2 separate regions of the Rattus norvegicus genome follow, and region 1 is linked to region 2. A link is a contact called in public Hi-C data. All regions are on one chromosome and are shown on one strand. Each heading gives the region's core, a stretch centred on a gene start, on an enhancer-like site or on the middle of the called end of the contact. The rest is flanking DNA. Distances are from core to core; before and after follow the strand shown.

Region 1 (5,100 bases), core at 1,471-3,970, 200 kb before region 2:
GATCCATGCTGCTGCTTGCCACCTCACAGACTGGCCTCTGTCCTAAGAGTTGTTGGGTGACTTTGAGGTCCTTATCCTTGGCCCTCTGTGGGTCCATTCTTTCTGCTTCAGGATGTTCCAGAAATGTAGGAGTCCCTGAAGCTGAGTGTCCCATCCCCACCAAAGGCCTGTTCCCTTTCTGCCCTTTCATACCTCCTGGAGCTCCCAAGGGCATCCTGGTGAAGGAAGGAACAAATATGTGTGATGTTGTAGCAGTTAGCTTTTGCTGTGTTGATGCTATGTAACAAATGGTCCTGAGAATCCTTGGCTCACGATGGCATTTATTTTACTTCTGTGCCAGGCTTTGAGAAAATTCAGGTCAGTTTTATGTATCTCATCACTTCAAAGCCAGTATTTCACTGACTAAGCCCAACTCTCAGTGTGTTGAGGGTTATAGGGACCCATCTCAGTGTGCTGCTGGCTGCCTGGCCCCTTAAAGGAGTAAAGCCAGGACGAGAGAGGCAGGCTGAGCACTTCCCTCTCTGCAGAACCCCAAACTGGCTGGCATCTCTCTGCCTCTCCAGGAAGGCTCCTCTGAGTGACCACTAAGTTTCAAAGATATTTTAAAAACTCGTTGCCAGAAGGTTTGGCTGCAGACACCCGTGAATTTGAACCGTGTGTGGCTTATTTGGGCTCATTAGGAACTGGAGCCATAAGGCTTGCACGTCCTGCCAGGAGTCCTTCTCAGAGCTCAAGAGTTGCTGGTGTGGTTTGAAGTCAGCAGCAACGGGGCTGACTCTCACAGACCCAGTGACCACTGTGGTGAAGGGTGATCTCTTTATGGATACCCCGTTTAAAGAGTTATAAATAAAACACCCCGTGGAGATTTGTAGCGCATTCTTAGTCTGGACCTTCTATAACAGACACTGGGTGGCACCCACGGTGCTCAGAGAAACAATAGGGTTCTTCTGGCTGGGCCTGTGAGGAAGCAGGAATGAATGCTCCTTAGGGGTGACTGGGGGTTTTCATACTGCAATGGGGCTTGGGGGGAGTGTGAGGGGGGTCTGGAGGTATTGCTGACAGGATCCCAAAGCTGCTTCCTGTGGTGCTGTGGTGGAACCCAGGGCCCATGCTGGCCAAGCGCTCGCCGCTGAGCAATTCTCCTGTCCTGTAGGACCTGCCTGAAGACACAGAAAGATGTCAGGCAGTTTGAGGTCTATCAGAAGGGAATTGCCTGACTTGCTCTGGCTCCTAGGACACCTAGAAGCTGTTCAATGCAAAGCCATGAAAACAGGCACTGAGGGGGACTCACTGTAGAAAACTCCTCATGGCCACTATTCTGTCTTCCAGGCATCTTCCTCACTGTCCTTATTGTCGTCACCCTGGGCTATCCCAAACAGACCCCAATGTCTCCTTGCTATAGATGGAGTTTCCTCATCCTGTCATCCTTGTCTCCACCTCACGGCTTGACTTTTGCGTGTCTTGAGGTAGACCCCCCTAAACCCCACCTTCAGATCTTTGCTGAGCCTCCCAGACTCGGCATCCAATTCTCAGCTCCATGTATTTGCCCAGATCAAAACACCTGCAGTATTGGCTCTCACCAGCTAACCTGGAGGAAGGCATTTCCTAATTACACGGGCATTAGTAAAATCAACGGGTAAGGCTAGCAAGCTAGCTCGGCGGGTGTAAAGGTGCCTGCCAGCAAGCCTGACTACCTGAGTTCAATCCCCAGGACTCAGTGGAAGAAAATGGACCGCTTACAAGTTGTCCTCCGACTTTCACACACAAGCCATGTTTTGTATGGGTGCACACACACACACACACACACACGCAATAAATAAGTGTAATAGAACAAAGGGGTAATTTCTTCCAAATATATTCAAGCGATCAAAATTCAGATCATGACAGTCCAGCGATCCCACTTGACCTGCTTTCATATGAAAAAGCGGGAGTCCACTGGACTCTAAAAAGTAGCGAGTACTATGTTAGGAGGAAGGAATAGCAGAGTTTGTGCTACAGGCAAAGGAGAAAGATAGCATTGTTTTATGGGATTTCCTCTCCTGGTTGGGAAAAACACTTCCTGTCAGTGTGCTTGAGACCGTGGGGCTTGGGCGACTACACAAGTGCCTGGGAAATTGACCGTCTCTTCCTTCAGTTGGCAACAACTGATTGTTTAACCAGCATCTACTGACTGGATGTCTGCTTTATGCAAACACTGTCCTGGGACCTGAGAACATTGACAGTGCAAAGAATAACTGAGTTCCCCTCCCTGCAATGCAAGGCTGGCTGGGTAGGGTGAAAGGACAGTTCAACCAAGGGGGGGTTATGGCTTCATGACCCCAGGCCCCTGCGTGACTTCACTTAGCCCTAGCAGATGCTCATGGCCACATTCCAGCAAGTGATGGCTAGATGCAGTTGATGTGATGGGCGGGAATAGAGGAAGCTAGCCATTCCTTTAGTCAGTTTATTCCAGTAGCTCCCAGCACAGGGAGGTCTCTGCGGGTTTGTGATTAGGGAGTTTCAGGACTCCAGGGCACTGCCATCACGTTCCTGGATCGAAGCTGCTTGTAAACTTGCGACCAGAAAGCCTGTGTGTGACTTGGTAGTCCGTTGGGATGGGGGGAGGAAAGTCCTCTCTCTGTCTTATGCTCTGTGGAACAGAGCCATGGAGCAGAGCCCCACACAGCCCCTGGCCTGCAGACCCGAGCTCTGACCTGCCTGCCTCCTGCCCCCCCTCCCAGGTATGGAGAGTGCAATCACCCTGTGGCAGTTCCTTTTGCACTTGCTGCTGGACCAGAAACATGAGCACCTCATCTGCTGGACGTCTAACGATGGCGAGTTCAAACTCCTCAAGGCTGAAGAAGTGGCCAAACTGTGGGGCCTCCGCAAGAACAAGACAAACATGAACTACGACAAGCTGAGCAGGGCTCTGAGATACTATTACGACAAGGTAAAGCAAGCCTTGGCGGCCTGTGCAGGGGAGGGGGAGGGAGGGGCCTCCTGTCTTAGTTCATCGAGGAGGCCAGATGTGCTTGTGCTGTGCATCCAATCAGAAAACAGAAGCAGTGACTAGGAGGCAGCACGGTTAGTGAACTTAATCTCTGGAACCCACGACAAAGGCAGGGTGTGGTGGAATACGCTTGGTACCCCGGAGCCAGACAAGTGGAGACAGGAGGATCCCGGGGACTCACTGGCCAGTCAGCCTTGCCTAATTGCCAAGCCCTGGGCCAGGTAGAGACTCTGTTTCACGAAAAGGCTGACATGGGGAACCTGGTGAATGCTGACTGAGGTTGTCCCCTGGCTTCTCTGTGCACGTGCCAGCGCGTGAACATGTGTACAAACGACTCGCAGAGAACACGAGATAAGGTTGGCGATCTATAGCTTGAATTCTGAGGGAACCCTTGGTATGTTCCTCGGGCTCAGTTCTTGTATCCTCCCTCCCCCTTCCTTTCATATGTCATTTGGTGAAGGTGGGCATTGGGCTGCCCGCAGGTCTAAGATGTCAACTGCCTCTGGAGACAATAAGAATTACAGTCTGAGCCGGGGCATGGTGGTGGACGCCTTTAATCCTAGCACTGGGAAGGCAGAGGCAGGTGAATCTCTGAGTTCAAGGTCAGCCTGGTCTGCAGAGTGAGTTCCAGGACAGCCAGGGCTACACTGAGAAAAAAACAAAACAAAACAAAACAAAACAAAAAAACAAAAAAACAAGAAACAAAACAAACAATCAAAAAATAATTACAGTCTAAAAGTCTGTCTTTCTTTCTGGTCAAGAGTTAAGTCAGAGAGGCCTTTCCAGGGAAATGGTAATTTGGGGGACCACATTCATCCCCTGAGTGCTGGGTATTATGTTCTGGGGCCTTGTGCATGCTGGGCAAGCTCTCTAATACTGAGTTATACTTTCGGCCCCGGACACAGTACTGCTGTGAGGGATCTGGTACCTCGGCATCCCTGTTTGTGAAACAGAAAACAGCAGTTCTACAGTCAGGGTCTCTGGGAGGATTCGCTGAGCTTCTGCATGCTAAGTCCTTAGATCTGTGCTTGGTGCGTGACATTTGGCTGGTTATTAACTTCCCGAATTAGAAGCAAAGCCAGTCTCATTTTTTCATCATGGAGGTGAGGGACAGAGTGCTACAACTATATAACTATATAATTATATAACTATATATACATATACATATCATATATACATACATAAAACACACACATGTATATGTATATATAATGTATATATATAATGTATATGGGTGTTTCACTTGCATATGTATGTGTAACATGCATGCAGTACCCATGGAGGCCAGAAGATGGCGGTGGCCCTCCTAAGACTGGAATTGCAGCAGTTGTGAGCTGCCATGTGGGAGCTGGGAATTGAACTGGGTCTTCTGGAAGAGCAGCCAGTGCTCTTAACCATTAAGCTGTCTCCCCAGCTCCTAGAGTGTTTTTTAAAGGTGAATCAGAGCAAGGACAATTGGCATGAGTTAATTCAAGTTAGTATGCTTGGTAGGGCAAACTTCGTTCGGTGTAGGTTAAATATATCAGACCCGTAATTATTGGCCATTACTGTTTGAACCTATGCTTGCTGACTGTTTAACCCGACGGACAAAAGGGCTCAGAATCCTAGAAACTGAAGTGAGCTTTTGTTCTGGGTTCACTACTCTTATGGAAAGGTGAGTTTTAAAGTGATTTAAACATTGGTTCCGGATCTATATTTAGTGCCTTCTGTCTGCAAACCTCTTTGGAATTGAGGACAGAAGGATTACATGTTTCAGGAAGTGAAGACGTCATTAATTATAAAGGGCTCCTTTCTGTGCTTCTAATTGCATCTGATTATGTCATTGGAGCGCTAAAGGTGCTTCCCATTAACACAGCAATTAATTAATCCTGACTTAATGCAGTCCTACGAAGATGTAAAGGCACTTCTCAGCTAATTACACTGTCCAGAAGCCAAGCAGATGGCATGTCGCTTTGCATTTTCCCCAAGTTCTGTGTTCTGCCCTGAGAATCGGGGGCCGGCAGGAAAGCAGTCTGCCTCGCCCATTGGCAGAGAGCCCGGAAACTTGGCCTTTCTATTGTTTTAAATCAGGTGTCAAAGAAAGAGGGCTTGCCTCTGTGCCTGGGACTAGA
Region 2 (4,950 bases), core at 386-2,885:
TGCAGGGAGAGCGAGTGCGCATGTGCAGATCGTAGGACTACACAAAGGAATGGGGGTATTTAACGGAATGGATGGGCGAACAAGGGGGAAGCCAGGACTCGAGTTCTCACATTAGTTGGTGAAGTGGGAAAAGGAGAATTCTGTACTTTTTTTTTTTTTGAAGGATCACACATTTCTATTTAGGAGCAGTCTGAGTGATTAACAGTTAAATATCTAACAGAAGACAACAGCTTATTATCTCTCTAACCGTAGCTTAAGACATAGAAGGATTCCGAACGAGCAGAGAGGATCCCCGAGGCTGGCAAAGGCATTAATTATAAGAGCGAACAATTTGCATTATTTCTGAGGGAGGTGTTTACATTGCCCCGCCTTGCCCGTGGTGGCCTCTATGCAGTCTTTCATTACAAGAAGAATGAGGAAAAGTGACACAAGGGAAGGAAGAGTGTGATAAAGGCGGCATTTCCTTACATGAAGATCTCTGAAAGTGTTCTTTTAAAAAACCCCTCAACTATAAGCTAAAGGGAACATAATAGAAACTCCCATCTTCCACAGCGATGATTCAGAATCTAACACCCATTTAAATATTCAGACAGGCTTCCAGAACCCACTGCCAGTGAGGCATTGTTAACAGAAGTGAGTGCAGGGCGGAGGCTGGGGGGGGGGGTAGGTGATGACTAAGATAGACCGTTTCATAATTCAAGCGCTTGAGTTTCGTCACATTTCTTTTTCTACCGGCGACTTTGAAATCTGTACACTGTGAGAAAGGTCATTTGTAAAAAAGCTGGGAAGGAGCAGGCCTACTTTGTTCTCTGGCCTCTCCTCTTCTCTGACCACTTTAATTTAATTGGATCCTGCCTCCTGCTGATTCTAGTCGTCACTACAATAGATCGTTCTCAGTAGCAATTTGCACTGGCTTTTGATCTGAAGTGGACAGGGCTGCTAAGTGAAAACAAGGGAAAATGAGATCTGGGAGAATCTAGCAAGCCAATTTTTAAAAAAAGGTATCTATTAATATTTTTTGACAAAAGTTCAATGGACACCTTCCCCTCGACCCCAACCTGCATTCTTTAAAAATGTTACAGTTTATATTGCTCACCTCGAATATAAAATACTGGGCATCGAGAATAGACTCTGCCTCTTGGCTGGAGAACTGGTCTCCGACAGTGAGGTTGGTGTCCTTGTGTGTCACTGGTGGACTGGAAGATTCTTTATCCATAGTTACCTGCTCCAGTGAACAATTTCCCCGTGATCTTCCTTTCAAGTATATCAGGGTACAGTGCATAGGACAGAGGAGGGGCTGGCCTTATGAATTAGCATGGATTCATAGGGCCCGGGAGAAATGAGATTGGAACTGGAGGAGATACGCTTGCAGCCTAATGAGCTGCTTAGTATTCAGTGGGTGCAAGGTCACCATCTACGTTTTGTGTGTGAAAAACTTGGTAGTAGTTTTCAGTGTTAAAGACCTGGCATTTAAAACCACCCTCTACCTCTGGCTCTTCAATGAATTTTGGGCTTGCATAGTTTGTAAGGAAAAGTAGGTCTGCTAACTGAGATTCAAATCCCAAATTAATAAATGTGACTCCACGTGGCCTGTGAGAGGCAAGAAAAGAGCATTTCTTCGTTTGTTTTTTCTTTTTTCTTTTTTTTTTTTTTCGGAGCTGGGGACTGAACCCAGGGCCTTGCGCTTGCTAGGCAACCGTTCTACCACTGAGCTAAATCCCCAACCGAAAAGAGCATTTCTTAGTGTTAGCATAACCGTTAGGACTATTAGCCAACGTTATGCATATATTAACCGATAGCGTATATTAACGTCAAGAAGTTAAAGTCGAGTAAAAGGCACATTGATTTAGAACACGGTGACATTTAGGATAAAGCTGAAGTGGAAGTAATTCCATGATTGCCACAGTCACAAGCCCAAACTGCAGAGGGAAGAGAACATAGCCATGCAAGGTGCTTGTCCTAACCAGACTGTCAGAGAGTTCCCTAATTCCGGTTTGGGAATACAGCTTCGACGCTTTCTTTTGGGGGCATCATTAGGACAACAAATTCTGTATGATCGCTGGCTTTGCAGCATATAATTAGCCCCTGATGCTCCATTATCCTCTGAGTTTGGTCAAAGTCAAGCTATGTTCTCTTAATCTGTGAAACCAAGGAGCTAGGATAGAAGCTGAAGTATGAAGTCATGAAGATTAATGAGAAAAGCAATGTTTCAAAATGCTTGGAATAATTCCCTATCCATTTTAATTATTGTAACCATGGTTATTAGTAGGTGCTCCAAATGGGGAAAAAAACGTAGTGTGAAATCTTTGATGGTTATTTTTATTTTTCTTTTCATCGATTCTTTGTTTTAAAACCCTCTTTCAAGCGGCCTTGGTTATGAATGTCTGTAATCCCTGCACTCAAGAGACTGAGGATGGAGGGTAGTGACTTTGAGGCCAGCATGGGCTAAGCAGGCTGTCGGTACTTTCCTCTCCCTCTAGGGGCCGCTGTGCTTCCGGAAAGCGTGCCGGTGGCTAGGTTGCTGCGAGATCGTTGCCTGGCAACCGCTTGTACACCAGCCCCTAACCTGCTGGACTCTGGTAGACATGGCGTCCTCCAACAACTCCTCCAGCTCTTCTGAGGTATCCCCGGGCTCTGAGACATCGGTGTCGCCGGCGCAACTGCCCCCAACGCCGCCACCGACCTCCACCGCGGTTCTCAAGTCGCCCACCGAGTCCAAGTCGAGCTCCACCATCCCTCCGCACTGGACCCGCTCCGAGGACTTGCTGCCCTCTGCCGCCTTCTACGGGCCCCTGGATGGTAAAAACCCGCTCCTGGCCTCTTGCGAGAAGGAGATCCGGGAGCTGTTGGGCTTTATGAAGAAGAATAAGGCTCTAGCCACCTCAGAGGAACAGAAACACGAATTCCGTCGGAGGTGGTAAGCTGAGGCAGGGCGCTGGGGAGGGCGCCAAGAGATGCCATTGGAGGACCACGACAGGGGCGGGGCCCTGGAGACAAACTGAGCTGTGGGCATTCCCAGCTTTTAAAGCCATTAGCCCTTCCTACACGTTTCTAGTCTTCTTCTCAGGTCAGAATAAAAGTCTGCACAGAAGAGCTTCCTAACTCAGGGTTTGGTCTCAGCGTCTTTTTATGGCCTCTCTTGACTCACCCATGGGTCACAAAACAGAACAAAAGTAGACTTAAGACCAACTCTGAGAAGGTTGCCCAGATCCTTTTAGTTAGGACTCAAGTCTGTCATATTGTGAACTTGTACATTTTATTTTCTTTACATTCCGTTGGGATTACAGAAACTTCTTTTTCCTCTTAACTTGGTGGCTCTTTCTGAGCATCTGATTGATTTTTGTTTGTTTGTTTGTTAATCCAGCTTAATCCTGTGAACTAAAAACTACCTGTTTCTAAGATTTGGCTTTGTTCATGTTGCCATGTTTTCTGATCTAATGCATTTCGAAATGAGTAATTACAAGACATATAGGCAAGCGGCAAAGAAAACCAGACTGGCAGATAACTTTTCTTTCTGGTGAATATTTTAAACTACATATTTTGGCCATGCATTTAATATGAATACACGGTTTTAACTTACATTTATTATTTATTCAAACATCTTAACGATTTGCTTGAGCACCTAGTAGCTACATCTTTGAAAGGCACTTTTCTCAAAACTAGGAAGGCATCAAGTTAACAGTAAACCCCTCTTCCCCAAATCATATATTTCTGTGAGTATAATCTTGTACTAAACAAAGATGGGACACAGTATTCCCACCCCCACAGCCCCCATATCTACTCCCCTGACCCCCAGTTTCACTTACCCGTGGTCAAAGGCTATGAAAATCTTAAATGGAAAATTCCAGAAGCAAACAGTTAACATTGTTTATAGTCCCTTCTGAGCTGTCTGGTAAAATCTTGCTCTGCCCTGTTCTGACCCACCCAGGATTTGAATCACCCCTTTGTCCAGCACACTGTAGTCTTCATTGATCCATTTGTTCGTTAGCCATCTTGGTTATCAGACTGACTGTCACAGTAACTCAGGATTTGTGTTAACATCACCCGTATTTTACTTAATAATCATGAAGCCCAAGAGTAATGATGCTGGGGATGCAGATGTACCAAGGAGAAGGTGTAAATTCCTCCTGTAAGTGGAAAAAAAAAGAGTGTTTCAATAAGAAAAAGTGAAAAAATGTATGTTTGAATGACCAAGACCCACAGAACGGTTAGATGCTTCGAGAGTCACCATGTTCATGTAACTTTTTTTGTAAAGATTTGTTTATCTTATTTATATGAATACATTGTGGCTGTCTTCAGACATACCAGAAGAGGACATCAGATCCCCTTACAGATGGCCGTGAGCCACCATGTGGTTGCTAGGATTTGAACTCAGGACCTCTGGAAGAGCAGTCAGTGCTCTTAACCGTGAGCCATCTTTCCAGCCCACTCATGTAACTTCTATGTAGTTGGTTATAGTTGTTCCACCCTAGAATAGCTCATCTCTTATTGTACCTTGTTCATAAGGGACACTTTGTCACGTGATGGCTGATCTTGGTTGTCAACTTGATGCTTCTTGGAAGAAGGAACCTCTTCTGGAGGAATTACCTCCGTCAGATTGGCCTTGTGGAATGTCTATAGGGCGTTTTATTGATTGCTGATTAGTATCAGAGGGTGTAGTCTACCCTGAGCAGTGAGTGCTAATTTTGGTCAGGTGGGCCTGGGTTGTACAAGGAAAATAGCCAAGTAAGCCAAGGGGAAACAAACCAGTAAGCAATGCTCCTCCATGGCTTCTGCTTCAGTTCCTGTCTCCAGGTTCCTGCTTTGAGATCCTGGCCTATTACCACTTGGTCATGGACTGGACTGTAACCCACAAGTGCAATAAACCTTCCCCTCCCCAAAGGATATGTGTGTGTGTGTGTGTGTGTGTGTGTGTGTGTGTGTGTGTGTGAATAGAAGAAAATATAGTAT

The links. Hi-C and Micro-C count contacts between places; a contact is called where the count stands out from the background.
Region 1: a Hi-C map of kidney shows a contact between it and region 2, with 4 times the contacts expected there. The contact joins the promoter of Elk3 here to the promoter of Cfap54 in region 2. A contact is called at or near these places in 7 of 12 Hi-C or Micro-C datasets (the A7r5 cell line, the Rat2 cell line, Schwann cells and 4 more).

Annotation. Positions count from the first base shown.
Region 1 is chr7:29,688,787-29,693,886 of GRCr8, reverse strand. It overlaps Elk3 (ETS transcription factor ELK3), which reads left to right and starts at 2,720. Exons shown (of 4, transcript NM_001108743.1): 1 at 2,720-2,929. The coding sequence starts at 2,723.
Region 2 is chr7:29,486,236-29,491,185 of GRCr8, reverse strand. It overlaps Cfap54 (cilia and flagella associated protein 54), which reads left to right and starts at 1,635. Exons shown (of 67, transcript XM_063264407.1): 1 at 1,635-2,917. The coding sequence starts at 2,586.